Linked DNA regions of Zea mays: all the other regions are linked to region 2. A link is a contact called in public Hi-C data. All regions are on one chromosome and are shown on one strand. Each heading gives the region's core, a stretch centred on a gene start, on an enhancer-like site or on the middle of the called end of the contact. The rest is flanking DNA. Distances are from core to core; before and after follow the strand shown.

The links. A called contact is a pair of places that touch in the nucleus more often than the background predicts.
Region 1: a Hi-C map of leaf shows a contact between it and region 2, with 6 times the contacts expected there. The contact joins the promoter of LOC103636140 here to the promoter of LOC100283183 in region 2. A contact is called at or near these places in 2 of 25 Hi-C or Micro-C datasets (ear and leaf).
Region 3: a contact with region 2 is called in a Hi-C map of ear, with 2.7 times the contacts expected there. The contact joins the promoter of LOC100278854 here to the promoter of LOC100283183 in region 2. A contact is called at or near these places in 18 of 25 Hi-C or Micro-C datasets (bundle sheath, ear, endosperm and 6 more) and 1 of 3 datasets of contacts at active chromatin or transcription factors (seedling).

The regions. Positions count from the first base shown.
Region 1 is chr8:152,680,909-152,685,216 of Zm-B73-REFERENCE-NAM-5.0, reverse strand. It overlaps LOC103636140 (carboxyl-terminal-processing peptidase 1, chloroplastic), which reads right to left and starts at 1,927. Exons shown (of 13, transcript XM_020542768.2): 1 at 1,514-1,927; 2 at 1,092-1,211; 3 at 480-617. The coding sequence starts at 1,879.
Region 2 is chr8:152,930,835-152,934,751 of Zm-B73-REFERENCE-NAM-5.0, reverse strand. LOC100283183 (ribokinase) reads right to left here and starts at 1,662. Exons shown (of 5, transcript NM_001353327.1): 1 at 1,032-1,662. The coding sequence starts at 1,643. It overlaps LOC103636141 (mitogen-activated protein kinase 8-like), which reads right to left. Exons shown (of 10, transcript NM_001301575.1): 10 at 3,193-3,917. The coding sequence ends at 3,696.
Region 3 is chr8:152,786,778-152,790,900 of Zm-B73-REFERENCE-NAM-5.0, reverse strand. It overlaps LOC100278854, which reads right to left and starts at 1,385. Exons shown (of 8, transcript NM_001151993.1): 1 at 1,122-1,385; 2 at 1-271. The coding sequence starts at 249.

The DNA.
Region 1 (4,308 bases), core at 678-3,177, 250 kb after region 2:
ACTCCTTGGAACCTACTTCAAATCTTCGATACACACAAGGTTCCTCCTTTCTAGCTTCATTACTAACCTTTTTTTATATATTTACAGGCAGGCATGTGCGCACATTCTTTAATCAGTTGGACACCTTAAGTGGGAGTGTAGTTGAATGCTGCTCATATCCAACCATATTAATTTCAAATGAAATATGAAATTTATTTATTATCATATATGATCGAGCCCTAGCCTCTGCATATTATGCGGGTAAGGCTTGGCGCTTAAAGATACCATTCCCAAGACCCCGCACAGTGCGGGAAGCCTACGGCACTGGGTACACCCTTTTTTTTATTTATTATCATATATGAAGTTTGAGTTGTCCACTAAGTCAACATATTACATCAAGGTTCATTAGAAATTAGAATAATAACAGAACAAACAAACATTACTAGTAGTATATCTATAGTGGTGAAAGCAGTTTTCTCATCAGAAAGTACAGAACAAACCTGTCTAACACCAGCAGAGTAAGCAGGCCCATCTAACAACAGCCCTAATACCATCAACTTAAAAGAACCATTTTCATCAGGAATCTCCCGCAGATTTAATCCAATTCCCGTCATGTCATATTTTGACATCTTTGAGAACTTCAGCAGATTGATTACACATATGCAAAACAATATCAAAACTGTAGTTAGAACAGTATCCAATACAAATGTCTGAGAACAGTAAAAATGAAAGGCATTGACACCATTTTGTCTGTGAAAGCGAAGAAAATAAGGAATATGGCATAGCAAGATAGCTACATTGTTTAATGAGGGTTTAAAGTAAGTATGCCAGAGCCCAGAGGTTTTACCAATCATTCCCACATGTAAATGTTTGCCCAATTCAAAAGAAAATCAATTATCTCTACGCTATACCTAATGGCCAACTTCCTTTTCAAAAGACTGTCTACAACAATGTTATAACTCATAATTGATCATGTCATCAAACATGTACAGCAACGAGATAAAGGGCAAGATAGAAATGCATTAATGCAAACGAGATCAATACATTGAACAGGAAAAATACCGAGCTCATAACCAGCAGCGTGACAGTGGTGACACTTGTGAGGAACTTACTTCGGAGGGAGATAGAAACCGAGTGTAAGGGTCACCGAGGCTCGCTAGCATCTTGCGAATGATATCATGGGCTCTAGCACGAGATTTAATTGTGCCTTGGAGAACATCCTGCTTCCTTTGCTGCAGTGGATCAAAATCAATTATCAGCTATCAATCTAAAGCATCAGTTTTCGCGGTTCTACAAACCACGGCATGTGGGGGTTCGAATACTTGTTGTCTCCACATTCACACCCATCTAACCAACAGAACACACATATTTTTTGTGTTTTAGTAAAAAAAAAGTCTACCCACAATCTACAGGGAACACAATGTGCTAAGCAATCAGAGCATTGTGGCTTCAATGTCCGTAGAGTTTCGATGCTGCGCAGTTGAACACACGATACACCACGCTCGCCGGTCGCATTGCAGGAAGTCAAACTCACCATCCACATCTCTGGCGACCACGGACGGCTGGCGGCGTCGGGGAGGAAGCTCTCGTTGACCACCTCCCACGCCTCCTCCACGAGCTGCTCGTTAGTCACCGCCTCGGCCCTCACCTCCTCTACCATCTCCGCGCCCCCGTTCCGGCACACCTCCGTGGGTTGCGCCGCTGATGCCGCGAAGGCCGCGCCCACGCCGTTGCCATAGATGAGAGAAAGGGAGACGGCGGCCGCAGCCGCAGCCGTGCGGAGGGCGTCGGGGAACGGCAGCCCGCACGGCTGCGGCCTGGGCCCGCGGCCGGAGCCGGGACCGGGGTGCGCTCGCAACTGCTGCGCCGGTGCCGGCGGCAGGTAGGAGAGTGGCCACATGGCGGCGCGGCTCGTCGCGTGGCTCGGTGGGGGTTTGGACTTTGGAGTGGATGATGATAGGTACGTTACAGTGGCTTCATAAAGAAGTGGTAACAGTGCAATAGTGCTTCGTCTAAAAAAAGTGCAGTAGTACCATTTACCAAAATATAGTTAGAGAATCCCACAATTATAATTAACAAAAGATTATCGGGTTGGCAAAATACAATCTTATACTCAAAGACAAACAAAACATGAAATATATAATTGAGCAATTGAAAATAGATGTAGTACTTTCCGCTGCTTAATTGAGCAATTGAAAATAGATGTAGTACTTTCCGCTGCTTACTCTGGTAGCGGCAACGCAGAGAGGAGAGGAGAAAGGGGCGGATGATGGATCTGTTTGGTTCAGCTTTTTTCTGACCAGCTTTTCTGAGAATCTGGCTGTGGGAGAATCTGACTATTATTAGAATTATATACGGAGAAAGATAAAGGTGTCCATAGGACTCAGGATGTAGAAAGTGACGGATTCCTACTATTGCAACGACTCAACCGATTATGTGTTTATGTTGATTTTAAATGTTTTTTATCTAAACGAATTTTATAGAAGCTGACTGAAAAGTTGAGCGTTTGGCAGTCCGCAGCAGCTTTTGGTGGCCAGAAGCTCCAAAAAGCTAAAACAAACAGGGACAATAGCGGCTAGGGTTTGGTGTCATCTGATCCACCTTACGGGAAACGGCGTTAGGATTGAAATTGTGATTTCTCACTCAATGTAAATGTGTGAGATCGGGCACAACCATTCATTTAAATAGAGCACAAATCATTATACAAGGTTGGAACGTGTTTGAATATTTATCTCATTTAAAAATGTCTACCTACACAGGCACCTAACTAGTAAGCATAAAAGAATACTTGCTTTGTCAATCTCATTGGTTGAACAAAAGAGAAATAGAGAACAAAAACAAGGCCAAAAGGGGGTGAACTGCTAGCCAGTTGCCCGATGTCGTGCTCATGCCCTATGCAGTTGCATCGCGCTGCACCCATCAGCAACTGCATCACACTACGTTGTGCATGGATTCGATTCAGCCTCGCCTAACCGTGAAATGAAATGATGGACGAAGTGTCGAAGGAATCTCTATATATTAAAGGACTAGCTCTAACTGATCAACGAGCCTATCCACATCGCCCATTAAATTTTGATTGTTGGATCAAATGCCCACGCAACATGAACCGTATGATGACAGCTTCAACGCTTCCTGAAAGGTTGTTGTCCATCTCGCTCCTTCTTTCTGTTTGTTGTGTGTCACATTTTTTCCTCGCTTGCTCTACGTCGCATTTTCTCCCCACCTTGTGAGTGATCTCGTGTTCATCCTTCTAGCACCAAATGCTATATTGTCGCCCCTGTTCTGGGATCGACATTTGGCACGCCAGGTAGGGGCAGGGCACTTAGCCTGGCCCCTTGCTGATAACATCACACTCATCCGCCGACGAGCTCGGTCATGGTTGATTTGCCGACATTTGGCAAAAGACGGAGAAGTGACGCCTCAAGATGCTCGCCGTCGATCTTAGGCGGCGCATCAACAGGCATGTCAACACCATCAAGAAGAAGGTGGTGGAAACCTCAAGCACGAAGCTTGAGGTTACCGTCGTTGGCCCTCCTCCAGGCCCCGTCATGCCTAGGGTCGCACGCATCGACCCCGACATAGCACGATGGTATTCAAGGTGATCACGGCCATCCGGCAGCCAGGAACGGGCGAGGCCGTCATCGGCGATCGGTCACTATGCTCCATAGTAGATGGAATCGTCTCCCTCGCCCATGGGAGATGACTTCTACCTACCAATGGGTTTCAAGAAGCAACAATAACAAAGGCTACACATTGTTAACATGGCCTTCTTGAAATCCATCGGTGGGTCCCCATGGGCCAGGAGCAAGGCTAGCGCAATCCGCTACACTAGCCTATGTCCTGGCTCCACGGCGCACATGCTGACCATCGTCGCCCATCGCACAAGCTCATGGCGTGCTCAGTCTCCACCGTCGCCCAGACTTGGAGGGGGTTAAGTCCCAACTCCCTCGGTGTGCTGGTGGAGCCCAGCAAGCAAGCCAATAATGGTTCGCGCCTTCGACAGCCTCATCATGCATGAGGTGAGTAGCCGGTCGTGGAGGGCCCATGGGAGCTCCCCACGCACACGGGTGGCTCCAAGACCCAACTCGTCTGCCACAAGCTCCATGGTGTTCGGGGTAGCAGCCAACATCCTTCATCGGGCTTTGCCTTTGGCCTTCGCCAAGGCAGAACGGGGCGCTGCTTACCCTTCGAGTCAGACGCACAACGGAGCTCAGACGTTTTAGTGTAACACCCTAAATCTGTCAATTGAAAATAAACTAGTTTATATTATTAATTTCTAGTAGAAAGAAAAAAATATTTTCAAATAATGGAATGGTGATTTTCTGAATA
Region 2 (3,917 bases), core at 413-2,912:
TTCCGGTTAAGCTTGTTCTTAACAGTGGGGGCTATCTTTCCCCATCGGCCGAGTTATATAGTCACAAATGAGTGTTCTGTAGTGGTAGGAAGGTGCTGGTGATAAAAGACAGGTTTTGGGTTCAATTCTTCAACGACACAAATCTTGTTTCCCTAAATGAAAAGGCTGCATGGTGAATGGTGACGGCTGGGCTTGCGGGCCCCTAGAGTCAAGGCAGCAAATCCTGCTTTCCTAAACGAAAGACTACATGGTGATTACTGGTCTTCTAGGGACGTTTATTGTGCCAGATCGTGCCTAGTCCCGCTGCATGGTGATCTGCATGATGACATAGTGCAGATCACGCCTACATCATGCTGGATATGTTCCTGGCGTCGCGCTTGTGAGTGTAGTGGTGACCCCACATGACACAGCCACTATATCTCCCCAAATTTCGAAAACCGAATACTGAAACATCAAATAATGAAAACATTCAGTAAATTGCTGCTTCATTCTCAAATATATATATCTCATCTTTGGTTGATGCTGTAGTTTGCCACGCCTGACCTTTGGCAAACTGTGGTTGCTACAAAATGTGTGGCCAGCAAAATCAAAGTTTGGCATGAAAGTAAGCCTATCACGTGTGGGGCAGGGGGCTATGAGAGTGTGGCACACCATAATTATGGTAAGAAACCAAACAGCTGCCTAAAAAGTTACAGCATAACTAATGGCCTGTTTGGAACCTATACAGATAATTGCTAGTAGCTAAAATTAGCTGTAGGGGTTCCAAACAGTCCAGCTAAAGCTTCAGCTAATTGTTAGCTGGACCCCCGACTAACAATTAGTTCATTAGCTGGGTTGGGCCAACTAAAATCAGCAAGACAGTATCGCCCCTTATCCTTTCAATGCAACTTAGCTCTAGGGGTTTAAAACAGTCCCTAAACTGTGGCGCTCCAAGCTGCATTACCCTATCATATCAAAAATAATCGGACAGTACCTTTTTTATTATAAAGAAAATTTGTGTGCCAAACCAATCTAAGATAGGTAAAAAGCACCTGGGCAGCCTGCGCGTTGACCCAATCGGGTATCTCCCTCTGCAGCAGCAGCACGCCTGCCTTTCGGATCAATTCCAGGTCCTCCGAACCGATCCCCGCCGCCCAGCCCTCCATGTTCGCCCCGCCCACGATGATAATGGAGTTCTGCCCGTCGGGCATGAGCATGACGACGGCGTGTCCCGATGGCGCATCGGCCGCGCGGGCGACGCGGTCGGTGCGGACACCACCAGCGTCGGCTAGGGCACCCTCGAGGAGTCGGCCGTTGGCGTCATCCCCCACGCGCGCCACGAGGTAGGTAGGGCCCAGCGCGAGGCGGCCACCGCAGGCGGCCTGGTTGGCGCCCTTGCCGCCCGCGAGGCTGCGTCCCGCGCGGGCCGCCACGGTCTCGCCGATGAGCGGGAGACGGTCGACCTCGACGTAGATGTCGGCGTTGGCGGAGCCCACGACGACGATGTGGGGCGGCGGCGCATTGGCAGCTGCGGCGGCGGAGAGGGAGGTAGGGGTAAGCTTCGGGAAGAAGGTGAGGTGGGCGGGTCTGGGGTTGGAGCCCGAGAGGAACGTGGCGGCCGGCGTGCGGCCGGCCGGAGTAAGGCGCACGCGTGCCTGAGCCATATCAGAGGGGCGGTGTCGAGTACTCGAGTGAGTGTTGGCCTGTTGGGGTAGGCAGAACGATAGAGTCAAGGAGTAACGGCGTCCCGATCCGATCCTGAAGATGATAGTGATTCCGTTTTTTAATCGCAACAGATTAGACACAGGTAATAGTGAGGTATCGGTTATGCTTAGATAACATGATTTATGATATAGTTAGTTTCAGCTTATACATTATATAATATAGATTATATATTAGATTATATAATCTTGGTTAAATAATTTGGATGTAGTTGTTTGGCATTGTAACTTTGATTATTGATTTAAGTTACGTGCTGCTTGGCGAGAGCAAGAAATAGATAAATATTTTTTAGGGACCAGCAATAGTGGATAATTTGTCTTGTTCGTTTGTGTCGGATTGCACTCGGAATCGTTTTAGCTAATCAAAGTTTATATAAATTACAGAAGCAATCCAGTTAGGAATCGTTCCGACCCACCAATCCAGCACAAACAAAGTTATCATGGATAGTAGATCCTTTGCTAAAATAATATCAAATAAACATTTCTTAAGGAGGTTATGAGATTATGACAATATGACCTCTAGATTATATAGTGTGACCTAATAATCTGGTTGTTTTGTTTCTATCTAGATTATTTAAGTTGTATTCTATAATCTGGATATATTTTAATCTAAAACAAATAGGCCTTAATCATCCTGTGGTAGCCAAACACATTCTCTTCCAAGGTGTTGGTGGATGTTGCTACCTTCACGGTACTACGGTGCCACCGTAGAAAAACATGAAACTAGTATGAGATTTGGTATTATGGGGATCAGACATAAATCTAGCGTATGCATAACTCACTAAGTGTAAGGAAAATAGGGTTTAATCTATTTCTACAATTGTTTCGGTGCTTAATGGCCATTACAAGTATTTGGATTAACTAGTCTGCCAAGTGTATGTTCATAGATTCATAAGATCAACAAATATGCTTCTAAGTCAGAAAACAGCTCAAAACCAACCTATTATGGGTAAATTTTGGAATAGAAAAACTAGCAATAGTTCTCCACTTTGGATAAGTTCTAAATACTACTAAGAATATATTTGATACATCTAGAGAGGTTGAAAATGTCGGAATCAAAGTCTCACTCTTTTGGAGCTAGTTTGAGCTAAAAACAGGATATAAGTTAGAGAGATCAAACCAACCCAAATCCATGACTTAAACTAGTTGGATAGTCACTAGATATATTTGTCTAAGTCATAAGAACACTCTTAAGAACAGCCAAATCCAGTGGAAGACGATTTTAAGAAGTTCAAATAAAATCTGTAGAACTGGGAAGCAGTGGAAGACGATTTTAAGAAGTTCAAATAAAATCTGTAGAACTGGGAAGCACTGGACCGCCTTACCAGAGGGGTCTCAGAGGCTGTTCTCGGGTCTGGCATTGGACCATGGGTAGATTATAATTCCAAATAAACATCCCCTAAATAGAACTAAAATAGAGTGACTAATCTTTAGTCCCGGATACCAAACAGGCTCAATGTACCAATCTGAACTTTATTATAGAGCAAAATATAGGCCAAAACTTCACAGCTTTGAATTAAAGAAGCGGGTCTCACCAGCCGTAATACATAAAATCAAGTCACTTTTTTTATATACAGAGAGGTAAACGTAGACTAACTATTTTTTATTCCCCAATGTTTCCGTTCTTGCAAAGTACATAATTTTCCATGTAATAATTGTCTCTGCTCCCCTTTGACTCTTATAAGCAGCAACCAACTGACGGCACTGCCTTTTTTTCTCTCCTTTTATTTTACCGTTGCCGCGGGGTGATGGCATTGCTTTCCGAAAAGCTATGTCCAATGAACAGAACCATGACTGTTGCCCAATATTATCTGTTTTTCAATCTGACGTCACACTTCCTCCTTGATCCGAGATCGGAGACCATACTCTTCATGCTCCGTATCTTCGGCTCGGAGTCAACATGGCAGTTCTTTGGCACCTAAATCTTTTCACTGTTCGCCATGTTATTACTTCAACTCAGATCAGGTGTTCTGGAGATGGTCAATGCAACTAGAACTAGTAAATCCTAGAAACTCCATACTGAACCCCATTAACCTTGTTGTAGCCACCTCCACCTGCAGCAGCGATGCCACTAAAAGGGGCGATTCCATGAATCATGTTTGAATGCAAAGCAGCTCTATCTGCCGCGTCGGCTTTTGGGAAAGCTTTTGGTATGTAGTAGGAAGACCTCAGGTCAGGGGACATGTGTGATACTAGCTTGCTGTCCATGAATCGCTG
Region 3 (4,123 bases), core at 136-2,635, 140 kb after region 2:
ATTCCTTCTTGAGTGCTTCCTCGTGCACATAGTGGGGCCCTTCTCCTGTATCTGCTCAGTTGCCAGCCATGATTTGTGCTGAACAGGCTTCCTGTGACTCTTGACCAGCTCAAAAGCACAGATGAGCCCATCCGTCCAGAGCTCGCTCCCTGGGATGGGCTCTTTCCCTAGACTGGGCTTGGTAACACCGTCTTGTGTCTTGGGCATGCTGCTGACGTGAGGCGGCTCCTCCTCCTCTGCACCATTCATCTTCCCATCAAATTATATCTACCTGTGAATGGATAAAAGATATTTAAACTCGTTGGAAAATTTAGTGGGTACTGAATACTGATTACTGAATATGACTCATCTCTTCAAACATGGGGCAATCTATTGAGGAACTGGATTCAAAGGTCCAAACTACTGTTCCAGGGACTTCTGGACGAGGTAGCAAGCGTTCATGGAAACAACAGGGCCGTATTATTGTATACTGAACATAGGAAGCCTCAATTCTACCATCTCCTAACGACCCTTATGATGGCAAAACGTAGCAGCCTAGATGAGCGGAATACGAATTAGAAGAGGTGCCATGATTTGTAACGAGAATTCAAGCAAATCATGGCTATATAGCCTGCAGCTAAACGCGGGGATTCAGGAAACGGCGCTGGGGCAAACCTTTCTTGAAGTCGCTGGCAAACCCCGTCCACCGCACGCTACGTTATAAGCAAGCAAGAGTACAGTGAACTAGCTTCGCAGGTTGGAGCAGCAAAAGGAATTTTCAAGGAGGCGGAGGCGGAGGGGTCAGGTGCGGAGGTGGAGGCGGTTACCGGAGCGCGAGAGACGGCGGTGAGGGACCCGGGTCTGAGCGTGGGACATGTAGAGTGGATTGGAGTGGGGTGCTTCCAGAATGGAATCAGATGCAGGTCTCTTTCGTTTTCCCATCGCCGGAAGAAAAATTGGTGGATCCGGTCCCCAACCCAAACTCCCTCCCGTGCATACTAGCAGATTACTGACGCGTGGACTCATTCTTGATCCGACGACCGACGGCCGACAACCGCTTGCTAGGACGTGGGAGTCGAGACGACTAGCTTCAGCTCGTTTCGCGACGAACGGCTCCAGGCATTCGGCTCACGCTCGCTAACCTGCTGCACGCCGCCGCCGCCGCCGTAGGTATCCTCCAAGCCATCGGCGTCACCCCACCGGTGGCGGCTTCAAACGCCGAGGCCGAAGTCAGTGAGCAATATCTCTGGTCTGGACAGCAAGAACGGGAGAACCTGAGCTTGATGCCTTGATCCAGATTCTTTTTTTTTTCGAATCGCCTTGATCCAGATTCACGACTCACGAACAAAGCAGCAACGGCGTAGCCGGCCTCGCGCCCGCGCCATGGAAGCCGAACCCGAAGGCCCAACTCACGGATTAGGGGGGGACAAAGCGGATCAAGCGAAAGTAAGGGCATGTACAGTGGAGAGACACCAAAACGGTTCTCCAATCACAGGAGACAACTAAGAGACTCTATTATACAGTGGAGTGTCTATAAACGTAGTCTATTAATAAATATAGAATTAAATGTATTTGTATAGTATCAGATCGATAGAACAGACGACAAATTCGTACAGTGGGAAGTGAAGCGTCTGTTGCTACTTGGTTTACGAGCCAGAGACGTCTCTTCACGGAGAGACGGCTCTAAGATTTTTTTGTAAATAACCCCCTTAAACACCTTAAGAGCCTCCACATTAAACACCACTGTACATGCCCTAAGAGCAAGTTTGATAAGAATCAACCGCGCTGGTGGTAAATATTTTTACCGCCTACAATTTATGACTTGTTTGCAAGCAAAGGTATTGTACTATACTAGTTTTTTCACACGAGTGAGTGAATAATGGTAATTTATTGGAAAATTTCATTTTAACTTTTCCAAACTATTATTATGGTCTGATTTACCACTTCGAATGTGTTGGCTCTTTTAATTATTAAAATTAGTTGCTTTCCTTCTTTAGGTTAGGGAAGTATAAATAGACTTTGCCAAAAAAAAAGGTTATAGAAATAAATCTTCAAAAAGCTCTCATTTATTTATTTCTTAAAAAAAGAAATTTAAGAATCAAAATATTGTTTAACATTCTAAGGCCTTGTTTGGGACTATTTCAGCTTAACAAAATTTAATGAAGTTAATGAAACAGATTATTAGGAGCTTAAAAAATCTAAAACTGAAGTTGCAAACTTTTAGTAGGTATTTAGATAAGTCATTTTGTTTATTATTTAGATTAGAAAAATTATTAAAACCGTTTAAATTTATATTATACACTAAATATATTTTAGCTTAGAAAAAAATGAAATTATTTCTAGATTTATTCTCTACATTATGTATATAGATTGAAATTATTTGGATCTCATATAGACATCAACTAGGATCCATCTGTTTAGGATTATAATCTATCCAGAACTAAGTGTTAATTTAAAATAAGTTAGATTATATAATATAAATATATTATAATTCCAAATAAGTATCTCTAATTGTTGGAGCGACCCGACCAGCCCCAGGTCAATGATACCTGTCTTCCACCCGAGGAAGGTATACACGAGAGAGAAGGTGGAGCACTGGAGCCGGTATGCAGCAAATTTTGTTCCCGACGGTGGCATTGGAAGTCCTCCAAATTTGGGTAGTCACCTCTCTTGTCGACGTCTAGGCTACGCGTTGGAAGGGTACGGCGTGGGCCAAGAGCGGTGTCAGGGCAGACCATCCTATCCCTTCCTGCTTGCGCCATTGTGCCGCTGCCGCCGACGCCGATCCAGCGGGCGGTGCCCACGACCTCCGTGACGTGGTAGGCTCCCCGTTCACTGCCGGAATCGCGTTCTTTGCCGAGTGTTTAAGACACTCGGCAAAAGCTATTTTACACTCGGCAAAGAACACTCGGCAAAAATTTCATCGGCAAAGGGTTCTTTACAGAGTGTTTTTTTTCGGACACTCGGCAAAGACTTTGCCGAGTGTCAAAAAGCACTCGGCAAATAAAAACACTCGGCAAATTAAGAATCGAAAAAAATTAAAAAAAACAGCAAAACATTTTTTTAAATTCTAGGAACAACTCTCCAATCCTACCTATTACCTTATCCGTTGCCCTATCATTTTTCACTATTATTTTGAATCAAATTTAGATACGTTGCCCTATCATTTTTCACTATTATTTTGAATCAAATTTAGATACTTTGCAAATGGTGAGATTCGAACTCGTAACCTCTCTCTCGCGCATACCCTCCTATACCACTACACTACTACATCAATTATGTCTATATTACGTTTTCATTCCCCATGTACTATAACAAATCGAGAGTAATTTGATTATTTAAGACACTAAATGAGTTCATTTAAAAATGTGACCAACTATAAAGTTGCATAACTTTTTAAGATCTACAAGTTTTATTTTAATAGTTTTTACATCCGAGACCGTTTACAAAATTTGGATTTTAAATTTGAAAACTTCACACAAATTTTTCAATGATAAGATGATTTCAAATCAAAAAATTGTCAACTACAAAGTTTCATTAAATTTTAAGACCTACAACTTTTATTTTGGTGTTTTTTCCATCCGAGACAGTTTGAAAAATTCAAATTTCAAAATTCAAACATAGTTTTGCATAACAAGATGATTTCAAACCAAAACATTGTCAACTACAAAGTTTCATAACTCTTCAATACCTACAACTTTCATGTTGGTGGTTTTTTCTTTCGAAGTCGTTTTCAAAATTCAAATTTTTAAATTTTTAAATTCAGATGTAGTTTTCGTTGACAATATGACTTCAAATGAAAAAGTTGTCAACTATAAACTTCTATAACTTCTCAAGATCTATAAAGTTTATTTTGGTTGTTTGGTCATTTGTTGATCTCACATGATGGTTCTAACAATATGCACAATTTTATACGTCTCTCTTCTAATTTCATAAACTCTCGAGAGATATATGTTTTATGAACAAATTTATTTTTATTTTGTCATATGAAGAAATGTTTAATATATAAATTGTACATCATGATGAGTTATACAAATTTGTAGTTGAAAACTTTTTCATTTGAATTAATTTACTACTTTAAAATGTGATTTTTAAATTGTCTTTGCCTAGTGTTGGAGAAAAAACACTCGGCAAAGAGCTCTTT